4 separate regions of the Mus musculus genome follow, and all the other regions are linked to region 4. The links are chromatin contacts, called in public Hi-C, HiChIP or PLAC-seq and Micro-C maps. All regions are on one chromosome and are shown on one strand. Each heading gives the region's core, a stretch centred on a gene start, on an enhancer-like site or on the middle of the called end of the contact. The rest is flanking DNA. Distances are from core to core; before and after follow the strand shown. Region 1 has its middle 40 kb from the start of Gm36865. Region 2 holds the start of Fam174b (family with sequence similarity 174, member B). Region 3 has its middle 46 kb from the start of Gm6567. Region 4 holds the start of A730056A06Rik (RIKEN cDNA A730056A06 gene).

Evidence for each region. A called contact is a pair of places that touch in the nucleus more often than the background predicts. HiChIP or PLAC-seq counts read pairs in DNA pulled down with a chosen protein or histone mark.
Region 1: a Hi-C map of cortical neurons shows a contact between it and region 4, with 1.9 times the contacts expected there. The contact joins the enhancer-like site here to the promoter of A730056A06Rik in region 4. A contact is called at or near these places in 14 of 39 promoter capture datasets (the 3T3-L1 cell line, 3T3-L1-derived adipocytes, cranial neural crest and 8 more), 2 of 484 Hi-C or Micro-C datasets (both in cortical neurons), 9 of 115 datasets of contacts at active chromatin or transcription factors (embryonic basal ganglia, embryonic forebrain, embryonic hindbrain and 5 more) and 1 of 9 other capture datasets (embryonic stem cells).
Region 2: a Micro-C map of embryonic stem cells shows a contact between it and region 4, with 2.6 times the contacts expected there. The contact joins the promoter of Fam174b here to the promoter of A730056A06Rik in region 4. A contact is called at or near these places in 4 of 39 promoter capture datasets (the C10 cell line, fetal liver, hematopoietic stem and progenitor cells and 1 more) and 2 of 484 Hi-C or Micro-C datasets (both in embryonic stem cells).
Region 3: a contact with region 4 is called in an H3K27ac HiChIP or PLAC-seq map of the NIH/3T3 cell line, with 7 times the contacts expected there. The contact joins the enhancer-like site here to the promoter of A730056A06Rik in region 4. A contact is called at or near these places in 14 of 39 promoter capture datasets (the 3T3-L1 cell line, 3T3-L1-derived adipocytes, the HPC-7 cell line and 9 more), 1 of 15 datasets of contacts at CTCF or cohesin (the NIH/3T3 cell line), 1 of 484 Hi-C or Micro-C datasets (nephron progenitors), 11 of 115 datasets of contacts at active chromatin or transcription factors (the NIH/3T3 cell line, craniofacial prominence, embryonic basal ganglia and 7 more) and 1 of 9 other capture datasets (embryonic stem cells).

What each region holds. Positions count from the first base shown.
Region 1 is chr7:72,864,748-72,867,833 of GRCm38.p6, forward strand. No RefSeq gene overlaps it. Among named protein-coding and RNA genes, the nearest start is that of Gm36865, 40 kb to the left of the region's middle. Within about 2 kb of position 1,719, at least 6 of the 459 cell types and tissues checked have an H3K27ac peak or open chromatin away from gene starts, as enhancers often do. A contact at or near this core is called in cortical neurons, where this site is marked.
Region 2 is chr7:73,738,802-73,741,707 of GRCm38.p6, forward strand. Fam174b (family with sequence similarity 174, member B) reads left to right here and starts at 1,506. Exons shown (of 3, transcript NM_001162532.1): 1 at 1,506-2,027. The coding sequence starts at 1,702.
Region 3 is chr7:73,054,746-73,057,547 of GRCm38.p6, forward strand. No RefSeq gene overlaps it. Among named protein-coding and RNA genes, the nearest start is that of Gm6567, 46 kb to the right of the region's middle. Within about 2 kb of position 1,281, at least 6 of the 459 cell types and tissues checked have an H3K27ac peak or open chromatin away from gene starts, as enhancers often do. A contact at or near this core is called in the NIH/3T3 cell line, where this site is marked.
Region 4 is chr7:73,374,391-73,377,147 of GRCm38.p6, forward strand. It overlaps A730056A06Rik (RIKEN cDNA A730056A06 gene), which reads right to left and starts at 1,384. Exons shown (of 2, transcript NR_040325.1): 1 at 1,127-1,384. It overlaps Rgma (repulsive guidance molecule family member A), which reads left to right and starts at 1,130. Exons shown (of 4, transcript NM_177740.5): 1 at 1,130-1,498. The coding sequence starts at 1,485.

The sequences.
Region 1 (3,086 bases), core at 469-2,968, 510 kb before region 4:
GGTGATGGATAGATATGTACTTTTACTTTTTAATTTTTTAAGCCATACTATGTGTATGACTGTGTGTGAGTTTGTGTAAATATGTTTGTATGGGTGTGTGTGTGTGAGTATGTATGTGAGTGTGTGTGTGTGAGTGTGTATGTGAGTATGTGTGAGTGTGTGTGTGTAAATATGTGTGTATGAGTGTGTGTAAGAGTATGTGTGTGTGAGTGTGTGCGAGTGTGTGAGTGAATGTGTGTGTGAGTGTGTGTGTGTGTGTGTTTGTGTGTGTAAAGCTGTGAATGTGGAGGTCAAAGGGCAATGTCATGTGCTAGTCCTCACCTATCTACCTTGTTTGAGACAAGGTCCTTGTTCACCACTGTGATGGTTTGTGATGCTTGGCCCTGGAAGTGTCACTAATAGGAGGTTTGGCCTTTTAGTAGGTGTGGCTTTACTGGAGTAGATGTAGCCTTGTTGGAGGAAGTACATCACTGCATAGTAGGTGGGCTTTGAGACGCCTATGCTCAGACTCTGACTAATGTGGAAGAGACCCTCCTGGCTGCCTGCTTCATTTCCTCCTGATTGCCTTTGGATCAAAATGTAGAACTCCCAGTTCCTTCTTGAGCACCATGTCTGCCTGGATGCTGTCATGCTTCCTGCTATGATGATAAGAGACTGAATCTCTATAAACTATAAACCAGCCTCCATTAAATATTATCGTTTATAAGAGTTGCCTTGGTCATGGTGTCACTTCACAGCAATGAAACTATCACCAAGACAACCACTGTATACAACAGGCTACCTGGAGATTCTCCAGACTCCGCCTTCTGTCTCTCAATAGGAGAACTGGGACTACACATATGGTTTTATCTGTGTTCTGAGAATCCACACTCAGGTCCGCACACCTGCAGGGCAGCACTTGGCCCACTGAGCCATCCCCAGACTACAGTGGTCTTCCTTTCTTCTCCCTCCTAAGCCATTCTCCTTTCTAACCTAGGCCATACATGCCCGATGCATTTTTACAGTGACACAACAGCTCCCTGTGTGACTCACAAACACTCTCTTCCCCCAGGAAAATCTGCATCGAGCCTCAACACATCCATCCTTCACAGCCAAGAGCGGAATTATTTTCAACCCTGTTTCACTTGTTTAGGACCAATCTTGCAGGCTATTAAATGTGACTCTGATCCCAGCTAACAGGGAATTCAAAGGGCCATCAAAGAGATGCTGACAGTGTCATATACATTACACTAAGCCCTTGATAGCAGACATTAATGCTTCCTGTGATGAGGAATGTGTTCTAAAGATAAAAACAGGCAGGCAAGCAGGCCTCAGCCAAATCAACTTCATTTCACACATGTATGGCAGCTGATGTGTCTACAACGAGATGAGACAAAGCTCTTGTTGGCAAACTCGTTATAACTTTTTCAAATAACAAATCCCTAATTAGTTTATAATGTGGCTTTAGTGCAACTAAGTAGAAGAAATGAAGTATAAATATTATCTAATTCCCAACAGTCTCCCTCGGAAAGCTCACCCTTTAAGAAGGTGAATATGAGAAGTGTACACAAAACAGAAACTGACAGCTCTTTTGTTCTAAAATAGTTGAGGAAAGAGTTAAGCAGAGTGGTCTGTCCCTTACAATTTTTTCCGTTTATAGCTAAGAAGAAACTGTAGGTTGTACAGACTGTGAAACCATAGCAGCGGATGCTTGCTGCATCATGGTAAGCCTATCCTCCTGCTCATTAGCTGCTTCATTTCAGACGCAGAAAGCCCTAGTTAGGACAGGAAGCCCTCTGTAAGAATAGCCCTGAGAGATGCCACCTGTGACTGTAAGATAGAGTAGAGCAGACAGGCCAAGGTCACAAATACCTTGGCACAAGGCAGGATAAAGGCTTGCTTTAGGCAAGCAAAAGGAAGAGAGCAGAATTTGTGATGCCATCAGATTTTTAGAGATTGGCTCTTATCACAGACCTGGGTATAGAGGAAGCATGCTGCAGAGACCAGAGCGGCCATGCACACTTCAAGAGTGTCTTCAGTCTGATCTCCAAGAGAATCCAGAGGAAGACTGATTGTATAATATGGGATGGGAAAGACCTGTGGAGAGGAAAGAGTTGCCCCTGAGAGAAGGACAGTTCAGACACAAGAAAGCGGGTACACAGTGAGGTAACAGTGTGGATCCCACCCAGTGATTGTCATACAAATGCTGTGTATGATGCTTTGGTAAAAGAGCAGAAGAAAAGACAGACTTGCAGGGACAGAGACCATTAATTTAAGTCGATTTCATTCAAGAAAGTGTGCCTGTGGTAGATTTATTTGATTCTAAATATCTCTTGCACATCCCCTCCTTGCACCAAAGCAATTACATGCAGAACCTCTGGGCACAAGCAGCCCCCTTCCATTTGTGAGATGACTGCTTCTATCAGCACCTGGGTTCCATGCTAGATGAAGTCCCTTATGTGTGTAGCAGGAAAAGCGCTATGAAATCTGAATGGACCATTATCTTACTTTATTGCTGTGCTTCCTAATAACAGAAAGGAGTCTCTGGGCCATAATTAATAGCCGCCCTTTAAAAAGTGTCTTAACTCCTTACAATCTCCAAGGAGTTTGCTTTCCATTAAATATTCTAGAAATAGCATACTTTACATTATTAAAGTGCTGCCAGGGAGCGTTTCCAAATTATTCCTAAGCTAATTACTAAAAAAATGATTACTCAAAAAGCTTTCCCCTTGCTTTAAATTGTCCCTTTAAGTGCCTTGTAGCAATACAAAGACGGGACCATAGCTCATAGAAAGAACCTCTGCTTGTGATGTAGCCAATTCCATTAAGTCTATCTCCAGTGTATTCTAAAATGTGCTTTCATTACAATTTATGGGGCTAGATACCATGGAAAATAATATGCAAATCAGCAATATGAACAACACCAGTTACGATGAGCCAAGCTAACCTAATGAAGGGGCTATAGCCACTATAAAGCTATGTTTTGCTTTTCTTAAAAGGTTAATTAGACTGCCTAATTATCCCAGGCTGGGAGCATATTATTCTCTTAAGTATAATTAACTTAGAGAGGCTTCCCCGACAAGCAAAAACAAGTAAATAGGAATACT
Region 2 (2,906 bases), core at 256-2,755, 360 kb after region 4:
ATTCTGATACGAAAACAAGACTTCTCCATCAATGTAGTTCAGAGCTGGAATACTTTAACCATAGGATTTTTCTTTTCCTTTTTCTTCTTTTGGGTCTGGATCTTACCATGCAGTTCTGGCTATCTGGGAACTCACTATGTAGACCAGGATGGCATCAGACTCATAGACATCTGTCTACCTCTGCCTCCTCAATGCTGGGATTAACGATGTGCTCTGTCTAGCAGATGATCTTTCTCTCTCATCCCTGTAGCATGCTTGAAAACACTTGATACACAAAGTGCTTGGTGGGCAATGACTTCTGGGAATCTCAATATTGCTCACCCCACCCCCACCCCCAGTGTATATGGCAGACAGCTGTTAGGTGGCCCTGATGCTCCCGCTTCCTGTTATTTACGTCATTGTGACGCCTTCTTTCCTGAATTGTGAACAAAGAGTGGTGGTATGCATCTAATGAACCGATTCAGGAGAAAGTGTGGGGGTGTCACATCTGTAATTAAGTTTTACAGAACTGTCTTCTGTCCGGCTCCCTGAATTTATTGCTAACTGGGCTTGAACACGTTGAAGATGCAAAACGCTCTGTTGGAAATTCTCACCGTTAGAACTTAGGGCAGCTTCTGACAGACAGAGATGGGGAATGGAGGTTCGGGGCTAGCAGTTTGTGAAGCGCTGAATCAGTCAGGGAAAGCCAGTTGAGCTCGGGGACAGATCAGCTCCCATGTGAACCTTTTGAGGAGATCTGGGGGAGGGGGTATTAGTTTGATCTTAAACTTAACAAGATACCTTAAAACAGGACAACCCAGATAATGGGGATTGTGGTGACCTACTAGGTTTTGGGATAATTTGTTATGGAAGCTTGGTTATGTAACTATAGACAATGAATGCATCGTTATATTTGTCTGTTTCTCTAGCAGGACCAGAAATGAGCTGATCAAAGTCTCTTGGTCCTTGTTCTGTATGTTTAGATATTTACTGATCATTGGGGAGCACCTTCCAGATCATCCAAGGTTCTGTAACGGTTGCTCCAGGAACCCACTCAGCACTGTATCAATTCCTGGACTCCCAAGAGAATAGTCTTTCCCCACCCCAACATTACTTAGTTTATATACCAGAGACAGAACCACAATAAATTACTCCTTGGAGTTTGAAATTTAAGTCTGGTCTGGAGAAGGAGAGATTACTTCCAAAGGTTCACCAGCTGAAGTGCAAAGGGCTTGCAAACTCTAGGTGGGAAATCTGGGTTGCTGTGAGCTGACTCCCTGCGTGCTAAATCAACAAACCAGGGCAAAAGAATACCTGTTTCCAGAGAGGGCTGCCATACTGAAAGAAATAAATCGCGTGAACAGTTCATCATTCTGCCTGCCCGGAGCAGAGTGAGCCAAGCAGTTAGGATTCCTCCATGGGGTCTTAGGTCCTGATCGGGTTGGGCTACCCAGGGGCGGAGCGCAGCGGGGACCCAGCCGAGGTCTGCCCCGCCCACGCGGGGCCGAAGCCCGTCGAATGACTCTGTGCAACGTGTTGGTGGCTGCAGCGGCGGCGCGGGTTCTTCCGGGCTCTGCAGCTTCCTGCCGAGCATCGCGCAGCCGCCTCGGCAGCCGGAGACCCCGGCGCAGGCCTCCCGGGTGCCAGCCTCTGGGGCTCAGGCCTCCGGGGTGCAAGCCTCCGGGACGCAGACCTCCGCACCGTGCGTGCGCATAGTGCACCATGAGCGCCCTGCCACCCCAACCGCCGCCACCGCTGCTGCTGCTGCTGCTCGCGCTCCTGGCCGCGCCCGCCGCCCTCGCTCGCAGAGCCGAGTCCGCTTCGGCCTCCCAGCCCGAAGCAGAACACCAGCCTCCGCCCGGTCCCGGGAATGCTACCCAGCTGGGATCCGGCATGGCGGGCGGGGGAAGCTCCAACAGCAGCGTCGACGCGGTGGTGACCCGCATCTCCAGTCTGCTTCGTGACCTGCCTACCCTGAAGGCGACGGTGATCGTGGCATGTGCCTTCAGCGCGCTGCTCATCGCCTGTCTGCTGCTGCGCGTCTTCAGGTGGGTCGCGTCGCCCAACTCCTTGCCCTGCTGGCTCCATGGGCGGCGTCACCATGCTGCTGCTGCCGCTGATGCCACCGCGCGTCCTCCCCACCTGCGCGCACAGGTGCTCGCTCTCGGCGCGCTCTCGCCAGGCGCGCACTTTTCTGCTCTCTGCCTGGGTGGGATCCGGAGGGCGGGCGCGTGCATTTGGTTCTTCCAGGGCACATCTCAGGAACCGTTTCCCCCTTTAAGGCTGTTTGGTGTGTTCCAAGTCCTAGATTCTATTGCTTTCCTCTGTTCACGTTTAACACCAACTTTGAGTTCCGACCACCTTCCGTGGAATGTATTTTTATGCCCACCTCACAGACAAGGAAACATTCAAAGAGAGTTGGCTTACACAGGTACTCAGCGCTTGAGGGACAATTTGGACTAGGGTTCTCCTATCAAGAACTTTGCCCCTTTCCCCCTTTGGCAGCTCTCCTCTGTTTTACCAGCTCTTCGCCCTCTTTCACCTACAGAAAGCAGAAGCAGGGAGCGAGGGATGCCAGAGGAACCTGGGGACACTTGCTTCACACACCTGATGTTGGTTACAGGTTTCAGGAGGTTTGGTGACCCATGATAGCTTTGGTGACGGCCCTCATTGTTCACTTGGAGTCAGCGAACGCCCAGAACGGCTCTGAGCTTGGAGGTTTGCAGCATTTAGCTCAAAATAGTCCCAGCCCACACAGCTGTGTACTTTTAAAAGAAGGCATTTGAAGTATTTTGCCAGTCTGCTCCTTATTACCCAAGAGTGGGGGAGAAGACAAAGCACATGTGGCCAGATGTGAGGGGACAAAGTAGGAGATGTGGCACTCAGGCCCGGAAGGGAGAGTCCTTGGCTTGGGTGTGGAAGGAAGG
Region 3 (2,802 bases), core at 31-2,530, 320 kb before region 4:
TACACTAGCAAGATTATGCTGAAAGGACCCTGATATAGCTGTCTCTTGTCAGAGTATGCCTGGGCCTAGCAAACATAGAAGTGGATGCTCACAGTCGGCTATTGGATGGATCACATGGCCCCCAATGAAGGAGCTAGAGAAAGTACCAAAGAAGCTAAAGGGATCTGCAACCCTATAGGTGGAACAACATTATGAACTAACCAGTACCCCGGAGCTCTTGACTCTAGCTGCATATGCATCAAAAGATGGCCTAGTCGGCCATCACTGGAAAGAGAGGCCCATTGGACACGCAAACTTTATATGCCCCAGTACAGGGGAACGCCAGGGCCATAAAAGGGGAGTGGGTGGGTAGGGGAGAGGGGGTGGGTGGCTATGGGGGACTTTTGGTATAGCATTGCAAATGTAAATGAGCGAAATACCTAATAAAAAATGGAAAAAATAAAATAAAATAAAATAAAATAAACTTTATGGAGTTTAAAAAAAAAAAAAAAAAAAGAAGATTTCTGTCCTAGATCTTCTACCACAGATTGGATGTCTTAAACAGGAAAAAATATGTTGCCTCACAGTACCGGTGGGTAGGATACAAAATAAATATGGGGGCAAGATTGGCTTCTTCTGAAGTTGTGAGCTGAGTTCTGGTCCAGAACTTTCTTATTGGTATCTTGTCATCTCTCTGTTTAAATTTCTACTTTTTATAAAGACACCAGTCAGAGTAGATTAGAGCTAATCTAATGATTACTTCATCTTGATTATCTCTGTAAGGCCACCACATCCAAATAGAGGTCTCTTTGAAGTACCTGAAGATAGAACCCCAACATATTGGAGGCAAAAGGGACAAGCTTCAAGCAGTAACAGTTGTATATATAGCAATTAGAAATTTAGTAAGAGTAAGGTAGACTTCATAAAGCTCATTGTAAAAAAAAAGATACCATAATGCTAATTTAAAAATCAATCTGTAAACAAATTGGCTCATTGTAGAAATAATCAACTTCTTTAGATTGAAAGCTTCAATTGAGAGAGAGAGAGAGAGAGAGAGAGAGAGAGAGAGAGAGAGAGTAAAAAGACTTCATCCCTAAGTACATAATTGCTCACCAAAGGCCTGATCCCACCTGCTGAACATCACTACAGATGGTTTCATGGGTACTTCTCTCTTGTATGTGTTATCTCTCTAAGCTTGTGAGATTAATATCAGCCAAAGGGCTTGGTTATTACTACACACACCCAAGTAAAGAGGAGTGCTTTACTAACTGGGATCAATCAATGAGACATGAGTCAGACTCTGCAGCCCATAAAATCAAAAAGAAAGAATGCTCACTCCAAGAACTCACAGAAGAAAAATGTGAGCAAAGGGCAAGCTGGGGAGGTGAGCCAAGATTACCAGTCAGAGAGGGATCAGCAAAGGATACGGACAGAATTAGTCTAAGAGTAGCAGTATACATAATTTTAAGAGGGAATACCAAAGGGTTTTAGAGAGCTATACAACTCCTAGCAACAGCAGCTGACAGAGAGAAGCCAGCTCCCTCATCGGCTCTGTGGGTTCAATCCGATCTCAGTAGGTGTAGGTCCATCCAAGGAAACAGAGACATTGGGAAGTCATCAGTTGACTCCATGTGAAACGATTTCCGCTTCTACTTTCTTACTGGCATGAAATTTCCTCCTAGTGAAAGGACCGGGTGGAGGAGAGCTAATGCTACAGTGGAATTGGAGTCCCCTCTTGAGGTTCTTAGTCTCAGTAACTTTTTTAAAAATCTAACAATGGACTCAAACAGAAGTTCAAAACCAATTTTATCAGAGTCTAAAGAGAGGTAGGCAAGTTGTAAATCTCAACAACTGAGACCTGGGGAAGGAAAGGGGAGGGGAACCCATGCAATTTAAGCTGGCATAGAAGTCAGTCTTGTGGCCAATGAGCAGCCACATGGCAGGGAGGGAAACTCTAGAAAAAGGAGGAAGGAAGTTCACCTGGGGAAACCTAAAGTGTGAAAGAGGGCATGCTTTAAAGAGGTAGAATGTGGACCGGAGAGATGATTCATGATTGAGAAAAATCTCTTGCTCTTTAAAAGGGCCTGGGCTTGGTACCCAGCACCAATAGGAACGTTCATAACCATCTGTAACGCCAGACCTGGAGGAATTGATGCTCTCTTCTGACTTCTGTGGGTTGTACATATACATACTGCATAGCCACCCAGGCAGGCAAAACACCCATACACATAAAACAAAACTAAGGAAGTCTCTTTTCAAAAAATGAAGAGGTATGAGGAAAGGAGAGGCTATGCTTTTCTGAATAAGTCACAAAAGGAGACTTATAAAGCTACATAGCTATGACCCGGTAGGCTACTGCACTAGGGGGTGGAGATCTGTGAGAAGGAACAGTACAATATCTCATTAAAGGGTTAATTATTGCACCTATCTCTATAGCATGGCTTAAGATAAGCCTGTCCTCCTAAGGGTGGTCCCCTGGCCAAGTGAATGATACAGATAGACTCTTAGTCGTGTCTTTACTAGGGCCAGAGAATCTATTCTCAGCCAGGAGTTTTTTCCCACTCAAACATCAGTGAAATTTGCTAACAAGGAATCAGCTACCAAACCCAGACACTATTGCATTTGCTAGCAAGATTTTGCTGAAAGGACCCTGATATAGCTGTTGAGTATGAGGCTATGCCAGTGCTGGCAAATCAGAAGTGGATGCTCACAGTCATCTCTAGGATGGAACACAGGGCCCCCAATGTAGGAGCTAGAGAAAGCACCCAAGGAGCTGAAGGGGTCTGCAACCCTATAGGTGGAACAACAATATAAACTAACCAG
Region 4 (2,757 bases), core at 134-2,633:
AAGGAAACTGAGGCTCAGCAGACCTAAAAGATTTGTCCAAGGTCGAGGCTAATTTTAGAAACGGGGCCAACTGCAAGGCCCAATCCCTTCCTGCTAAAAGCACATGGAGTTTATTTATAGCTCAGTTATAGACTAGTCTAATTCATTTGGCCAATAAACGCAGAACATTGAGTTCAAAACCACATCCCTTAAGACCACAGCATAAATAACGACGAGGGTCTTAATACGGACGATACCTTTTCATTAAATACAGAGTTCTCATCCTATCAAAATTCCAGCGCTTGGTTCAGATTAAGAGAAGATCGGGTCGTAACCCCTGTATAAAATATCCTGGCAGCGCTAACTGTTCAGTGATAATTTGAGTGTGAGCTGTGTGTCCCGGCTGACTTCACACCCCAGCTAGGGTTTCAGACCTATACGTGGTGTTGGGGTGAGACCCTGGAGATGAGCTGCTGGCGGCTGGCTGTGCTCTCCACTGTGTGCGTGAGCTGCATGAAGAATCCTTTTGAGAAGCCCGGAGTTTCCTCTGGCAATCTATGCGAGAAGGGTGCGGGGCGGGGGAGGAAGACGCTGTGACCGGAGGTTACCTCTGAGCTGGACTGCAGAGGGAGGGGTGGGGGAGTACAAGACAGTCTGTTTACTCCAGACTGCGTGTATTCGCGCACTGTGCATGCAATATACATATTATTTATTTTTTCCAATAAGATTCTAAATAGGAGTAAAATCCCTATAGAACAAAGGTGACTTTCGGCAGATGTCAATATTTATCCACGATTGGAAACCTCTAACCACCGTAGGCTCCCAGGTTGAAAACGTGGACTCCAAGCCACCTGGCTCAGGGTTAAGAAAGTTGGATGCGTTAGCGGAAGGGAGGGTCGCTGCACTTGCTGCTCGAACCCTGGGATCGCGAGCCCGCAGGGAGAGTGTGCGCTTTCTGCAGGCTCACCCCCTACGTCCTCACACACCCACTAGCGCGGATCAGCAAGGGTGGGACCGCGGCGGGGCGGGGCCTTTGGAGCCCAGACCCCACCCCTCCCCCTCCCTCTGCTCCGCTCCGCCCGCGCTCGCCCCCCCGCCCGCTCCCGGGGTGCCCGGCCCGCCCCCTCCCTGCCGCGCGCAAACGAACCTCGCGACGCCGCGCTCAGCGGTGGCGGTGGCGGCGACAGGCCGGGCGAGGCAGCAGGTTAGCCCGGGCCGCCCTACTCTGCAGGCGTCTCGGAACTGCAAGCTACGCCGCCCGAGCCCTGCGCCCGGGAAGCACTGGCCAGCCGGCCGCTCCTGAGGCTCGCTCCTCCAGGCGCTCGCAGGCATGCAGCCGGGGAGCAGGCGGAGCGCCCCGGGTCGCTACTGAGTCCGCTGAGCTGCGGGGACCAGCGCCAGCCGGGCCCCTCCCACCTCACCCAGGGGCCCACGAGCGACCGCCCTACACCTAGTCTTCGCGCGCAGCCCCGCCAGCGCCAACCCCCCGCGGGCTGGAGGGGCTCATGCAGCCGCCAAGGTAAGCGCGGACAGCGGGGGCACGGGGTCCTGAGGTCCCCAAGGCGCTGCGGACACTTGCGCTCCGCCGCCTCACTGATTAGTGGCTCCCCCAACCCGGTGTCTCATCTCACACACTTAGGGTTTTGCCTCGGATGACTCGCCTTCGCACTTGGCAGCAGGAAAGTTTTGTGGTTTGGTGTTTTTTCTTTTCCCCCAGCCCCCTAAGATGCTGCCATGAGGGCAGTAGGCGCTGCGCGTGGCTGGGCAGACCCGGCGCCTGTCCCACCCACTGTGTACCGCCTGGAGCTCTCTCTCCTGCGCGGCCACCTCTTCCGGAGGCGAGAGCCCCCCTGACCCACAGAGCTCTTGACAGATCTGATCACCCCGCTGACCCACGGTGAAACCGGATTCTCTCACTTAACCCAGGCCCGGGTTGCAGAAGCTGGAAATGAACGCACCTGCCCCGGGGCCGTCGGCATTGTACATTGTACAGTGTGAGTGACCCTTGCTTAGGAGCGTCCGGTGTGCTAGACTTGGGGTGGTGGCTAAGGGGCAAGGGTCCCAAAAGGTCCGACGTTCCTAAGAGGAAGGCAAGGCACCACGAGGACTCAGCGCCTGACTTGAGCCATGGCTCATCCCTGAGTGTTAACTAGGGGTAGAGGGACAGGTGTATTGGGGGACCGGTGCAAATATGAATGACACTTGGATGCAACTCTTGATTGCATCTTACTAGAGTAGTTGCATTAGATTTTCTCGACGAGGGAGTCAGTTTCCTGAGACTGGAACTTTAATGGGAGCCTGTGTGCTGTTATTATGTGGTGTGGTTTCGGAAGGCGTTGGATTGTATTTATTTTATAAATTGGGTGTCTTGAAGCGGATGGATTAGGGGAAATATCGCCATCTAGCGGAAATGGTGATCTGTACCTTCCTCACAAGCCATGAAGTTGGGCGTTCTCAAAGTTCCCCTATATGAGGAGATGGAGAGATGGGAACTAGCCAACGTGTCCAGAAAGACTGTTTCTCTAGTGCTCAGGCCATCCTGTAAGCGGGGCTTGAGCACCCGCTGCCCGGAGCTTAGCTCTCAGGACCGAATGACGAATTGTATTAGTGGCAGGATATCACCTCCAGGACTGCCATTCCCTTCTGTGTAGTTTTGGGTTCTTCTAGCAAAAATAAAGTAAACGGTCACCTGCCTTTGTCCCTAGGCATCTGGTCCAGGGATCTGGCAAGCCTGTCACGGTCACTTTACTACTCTCTAGTTCATCTGTACCTATATAG